2 separate regions of the Mus musculus genome follow, and region 1 is linked to region 2. A link is a contact called in public Hi-C data. All regions are on one chromosome and are shown on one strand. Each heading gives the region's core, a stretch centred on a gene start, on an enhancer-like site or on the middle of the called end of the contact. The rest is flanking DNA. Distances are from core to core; before and after follow the strand shown. Region 1 has its middle 18 kb from the start of 9130214F15Rik. Region 2 has its middle 170 kb from the start of Gm51564.

The links. Hi-C and Micro-C count contacts between places; a contact is called where the count stands out from the background.
Region 1: a contact with region 2 is called in a Hi-C map of muscle stem cells, with 2.6 times the contacts expected there. The contact joins two enhancer-like sites. A contact is called at or near these places in 4 of 484 Hi-C or Micro-C datasets (cerebral cortex, cortical neurons and muscle stem cells).

The regions. Positions count from the first base shown.
Region 1 is chr8:24,519,889-24,522,613 of GRCm38.p6, forward strand. No RefSeq gene overlaps it. Among named protein-coding and RNA genes, the nearest start is that of 9130214F15Rik, 18 kb to the left of the region's middle. Within about 2 kb of position 1,328, at least 45 of the 459 cell types and tissues checked have an H3K27ac peak or open chromatin away from gene starts, as enhancers often do. A contact at or near this core is called in muscle stem cells, where this site is marked.
Region 2 is chr8:24,211,185-24,214,007 of GRCm38.p6, forward strand. No RefSeq gene overlaps it. Among named protein-coding and RNA genes, the nearest start is that of Gm51564, 170 kb to the left of the region's middle. Within about 2 kb of position 1,532, at least 14 of the 459 cell types and tissues checked have an H3K27ac peak or open chromatin away from gene starts, as enhancers often do. A contact at or near this core is called in muscle stem cells, where this site is marked.

The sequences.
Region 1 (2,725 bases), core at 78-2,577, 310 kb after region 2:
ATCCCATTTGTCTTTGGATGTTGCTTACGTTTAATGCAAAGGGGCAAAGGCCAGCCTGCAGGTCCAAGGACCACCGCAGCAATTAGAGTGAGTCCACGTTGACGTGAGCCTCTGAATACGCCACTAGTGAGCCAGCAAATGCCTAGGTGTAAGGTTGGGCTTCGTTTGGAACGTTCTCCTTACAGATGAAGAAACCAAGGCTCTATGGCTAGGCAGAGAGACAACATGGAGATTTCACTGTACAATTTCTACTTATTTGTAGGAGAATCCTGATTTTTATGAAACATCTCCAAGTCTGACTCTTCTCATTAACTTTTTATATTTGGAAGGTAACACTTATTGGCTGCACCAAACCAGTTTGCTTTGAGGTGCCAGAGAGTCACCATTGACTTGAGAAATTCCCGTTTTGAGAAAAGCATCAATCCCTCTATTGCCTGTTTATCTGTCCCTTCAGTTTCTTGAGTTTTTACAGTTTTATTCATTTTACCCATAGTACTACCTCTTTCCTAAGACTGGAACTTTCTTCTCGCTCTGTCTTTCTCTGTCCCTCTCTGTCTGTCTGTCTCTCTCTCTCTTCATGTCCTTCTCTGTCTCTCTCTGTGTCTCTGTCTCTGTGTGTCCTTCTCTCCCCCCCCCCACCCCCATCTCTCTCTCTCTCTTTCAGTGTTGGAGCCAGAACCTGAAGCATTTTTCATGCTACATTCCCAACTCTTGAGTTTTTCTACATTTCAACAGTCATGGTAAAGTTGGAGCTGAGCGCCTGCCATGTAAGCAGAAAAACCTGAGTTCTCTCCCAGAATCCACATAAAGAGACTGGTGCGTCTGGCAGTCACTCATAAACAGAGACCAGCAGGTCTCCAGCATTCACTGGCCAGCCGGCCTAATCTAAATGGCCATTCCCAGGCCAAGTGAGAGAGCCTGTTTCCAATCCAAAGCAGATGATCCCGGAAGACTGATACTCAGAGTTGACCTCCAGCCTCCTCTCGTTATTATCATAAACATCTCGAAGCATTTTCAGACAGAAAAAAAGGACAGGAGCTAAACAACCAAGACCATAGATTTTGATGATAAAACATGACTAAAGTCTTCCCCTTCTTCAAAAAGCAAAACCCGTTCATTAAACGTGAGAGATGAATCATAGGAGTTCGTCCACAGTGTTCTGGAGAGCAAGCAAAACAAAGGAGCCCCCATGAGCTAAGGGCTCTCAGACCGAGATGATGACGACATGACGTGGGAACTAGTTGGAAAAGCAGTCTCCAGGCTGAACTCGGGGCTCGCTGACTCAGGAACCCTGAGAGTGGCCAGAGCACCCATGCCCACCACGTCTTCCTGTGAGGTCAGAGTGTGAGTACCACGCTGCAAATGGGACTGCTTCCCTGTGGTGACTGAGTATGAGCTGTCCCCACCAAATGGTTTTCATGTTCCCCAGCTGGAGTGTGGGGGTGGGGCCTGTGGAGCCTTTAAGGGGTGGGGCCTGTCTGGTCAGCGTAGGTCACTGAGGGGGAGCCTTTGAAGGGTCTAGCCTGGGCCCGGTTTTGTGTTCTCTGATCTACCAGTGTGCTGACTACAGCTGGCAAGAACTCACCACAAGCTATGACCCTCTCCAACTAGGAGCTGAAACAAAGTTCTCTGTGTCTGCATCTGCATGTTGGCAGTGTGATGAGACTCTAAGTAGAGCAAGCCATTAAGAAATTCATTGACGCGGGCAGAATTGGTGGGACTCTGCTCATTTTGACCGCAGCTGTTCTGGTAGGACAGGTTTCCGCATTGGCACAGCTGCAGGCTCACAACCCTTAGTGTGCACTGGCGAGCACTGGGACTCCACACCCCCCCCCCCCATGCTGTCTTGAAATTCCATTAGTGGAGCATAACAACCACACTTAGTTTTCAATCTTATCAAAATGCAAATCCAGAAGGTGGTGTTAATGGCTTCATCCGCTGCCGGCCTCTTACACAACACTGTGTGCTTTAGACTCCTATCTGAGTAGACGGGCTGAAAAATATGAAGGGCACTGAGAAAACTGAACTACCTAAGAACTATGTAGAGCAGGGCATAGCAACAGGTACTTGCAATTCAAGCTCTTGAGAAGCTAAGGCAGGAGGATTTTGAGTTTGAGGCTAGCCCAGGCTACATATTGAGGGAGACCCTGTTTTATAAAACAAAAGGAGGGGAAGGAAGGGGAGAAAGAGGACAGGAAGATGAATTGAAAATGGAGGACTGGAGAGACGGATGGCTCAGGGATTTCCCTGTGGCAGCTGCCTGTGGCTCCAGACCCAGACGACATCTCTGGCAGCAGCAGACACCTGCACTCGTGTGTGCATACCCCATCCCCAGAGATACACACGTATATAATTTAAATGTTTAAAAACTTAGAAGAAAAAGAATAAATAGGTTTTGTCATCCAACGTTCACACACACAAAAACACAGGCACACTTTTTTAAAACCCCTAACATTTTGCCTAGTGTATGTCTGTTCTCTTTAATAATTACACTTAGAAGTCTCCCTGGTGACCATGGAGTCTACAAGAGTAAGAGACGACGGCGAAGCAAACAACATACAAAGAGGTCTTCTTGGAAGTCTCTTCAAAACAGAAATGATCGCCCTTCCCGTAATTTTCCCCCACTGCCTGGAGAGTAAACAGATATTGAGTACTTCCATAGCCTTGATCCGTGAGGAGGAGCAGACACCCCCAAACTCATCAACCGCCATGAGTAGCTAATGAC
Region 2 (2,823 bases), core at 282-2,781:
GCCCTGGAGAGAGGCTATAGTTGAAAATACAGCCCAGTTGCAGCAGAAGAGCCCAGCATTTTGAAAATACCAGTAACTGGGACAACCAGCAGCTGTAAAGTGAAGCCATATCCTTGAAGACAAGCTGTGGGTGCTACCAAGGCCAGAGCTGGAGACGTGACTCATGCTTCCTAAAGGAGCCCAGAAAATTGTGACTGAATTTCAGATATTGCTCATTGAATTATTTACAGTTAGAATTTGGTTTTGCTTTGTGCAGTTTGTGACTGTGCCCTGGTTGTTCTTCCCTCTTGAGGTAAACTCTTTAACTTATTTTTTATTTTACAGGAGCCCATAGTTGAGATTTGTTTGTTTGTTTGTTTGTTGTTTTGGGTTTTGGCAGGTTTTTATTATTTATTTATTTGTTTATTTATTTATTTATTTATTTATTTATTTATTTTGGTTTTTCAAGACATGATTTCTCTGTCTTCTCAGAGCCTTGGCTGTCCTAAACTCATTTTGTAGACCAGACTGACCTTGAACTCAGAGATCCACTTGCCTCTGCCTCCTGAGTGCTGGGATTAAAGGCATGTGTCACCATGCCCGACTGAGACTAGATATTTTTATTAAAGATTTAAAGTGTTTGAATTTGTAAGGCTATGGGGCATTTTAAGTTTGTAAAATGTTTTATATTGTTATATCTTTATCAATATGTGATGTTGAGGATGAACAAGAAAAGGAAAAATGTGGCTTAACGGTGATGTGTCTGTGTGTCAAGCTGGCAAGGGGTCAGTTGTACTGGACAGTTTTACATCAACTGAATATACACTAAAGTCATCTGAAATGAGGGACTCTCAACTGAGAAAATGCCTCAGTCAGATCCAGCTCTAGGCAAGCCTGTAGGACATTTTCTTAATTAGTGATTGGGGAGGTGTATAGTGCCATCCCTGGGCTGGTAGTCTTGAGTTCTATAATAAGCAGGCTGAATAATCTACGAAAAACAAGCCAGTAAGCAGCATCCTCCATTGCCTCTGCATCAACTCCTGCCTTTGGGTCCCTGCCCTGTCTGTGAGTTCCTGCCTTGGCTTCCTTCAGTGATAGACTACAATGTGGAAGTGTAAGCCAAATAAACCTTTTCCACCCTCAACTTGCTTTTGGTTGTGGTGTTTCATCACAGCACTGGAAACTGTAGTTCAGACAGGCAGGACTAGAGGGACACTGGTTGGAGGAGGAAGAGAAGAACATGGCACTTGCCCAGTGTCAGGCCACCTGTCTTTAGGACAAGCTGCCATCTATTACAAAACCTGAGGGATAAACACATGTTATTTCACACAACAGATCCCTGGGAATGCTCATGTAACATTCCTTGTGAGCTGCTCAGGGATGGCCTAAGTGTATTAATCTACACACCTTCATCTTATAAATGGGTGTAACTCTCCCTATTTTGAAGATTAAAAAAAAAAATCTACAGAGAAAAAGCTGCATACCGTGTAACTCAGAGGATCTGGAACCACAACAGGAATCAGGCCATGTGCCTGTTTACTTCATAGCTACTGGCTCAGATCTGGGCCATGACTAAAGATATGAGTCTCCCTTCTCCCTCCCTTCTTTTCTTTTTGCATGACTCATTTCAACCTGCCCTAAAAATTGGGTTTTTACATTTTCTTTACAAGAGTGTTCAGGGCCACTTGGATCATCAATAAACTGTGAAATTGTACAAATGGACACAATGATGTGTTGATGCAAGACTCATATTCTAACAGCCCAAATGCATTTTTTTTGATCCTTCACTTGGGGCATGGCCATGTGTCTTGTATGGTAAGCAGTGTACCATAAAACAATGGCATTTGTCCAGAAGCCGACCAACATGTAGTTCAGCTGACAGCATGGCAGAACTATTTTAGAAGATGAGCCACAGCTGAGATTTTTCTTATGAATAATATTTCTTTCTTTGCTTCAAAATCCTAAAGAATGTGGGTGTGGTTCTTCCTAGAAACTTTAGAAAGCTGAATTTCTAGGAGACCCATGGGGGGAGGGCCGTTCAACACCTCAGTTGTTCACACCTGAGACCTAAGGAACCCAAAATATAAACCTGTGCATGGGTCTTGGAGAATAGGGGACACATAGGATACAAAGGTGATGGATGGAACAAGAGAGTCAAAGATGCTTGGTGCCATCTTACAAAGATGTAAGAGTGGTCTTTATACAGTCTACTCATGCCCAAACGGAATAGAAGATTTAAGAATGACTGATGGTAAACAGGGTTTATGAAATGTGGCACCCTGCTCTCTTATTGTCCGGAATGAAGTAGCAATAAAAAATCTCCCACACCAGCTGTAATGTTATTATGGGAAATTGTAGGGAGATGATTTCTGCTGCCCATTTTAGGAGGTTCTGATGGTGGTAACTCTGGTGGTCATTGGGACCCCCAAGCATTTACAATATCATTTCATTCTGGAACTACCCTTTTTATTGCAACCTGGTGCAGAAGGTATTAATCTTAGGTCTTTCTAAAAATATAGATAGAGTTGGGGGACTTAGAAAGAATTATTCTCTGAAGCCACAATAGTAGCCAATAATGGAATAATTAGTATCTAGGTACAGCCCATTTAACGTCTTTATGTAACAAACTAACAAAGAAATGCTTGGAGCATAGGAAGTGGACATGGATTGGAAAAGGGGGTGGGGTGGAGTGGGGTGGCAGCAGCTTTTTTCTGACACTGCTGATTTGGATAACGGCTTGCACATGCTGGAGATCAATGTGGAGTCCTCTGTGCATGTGAAGGAGAGAGCGTGTTAAGCCTTTGACACGCCATATCACCCAACTGTGCCCACGAAAGGCACAAT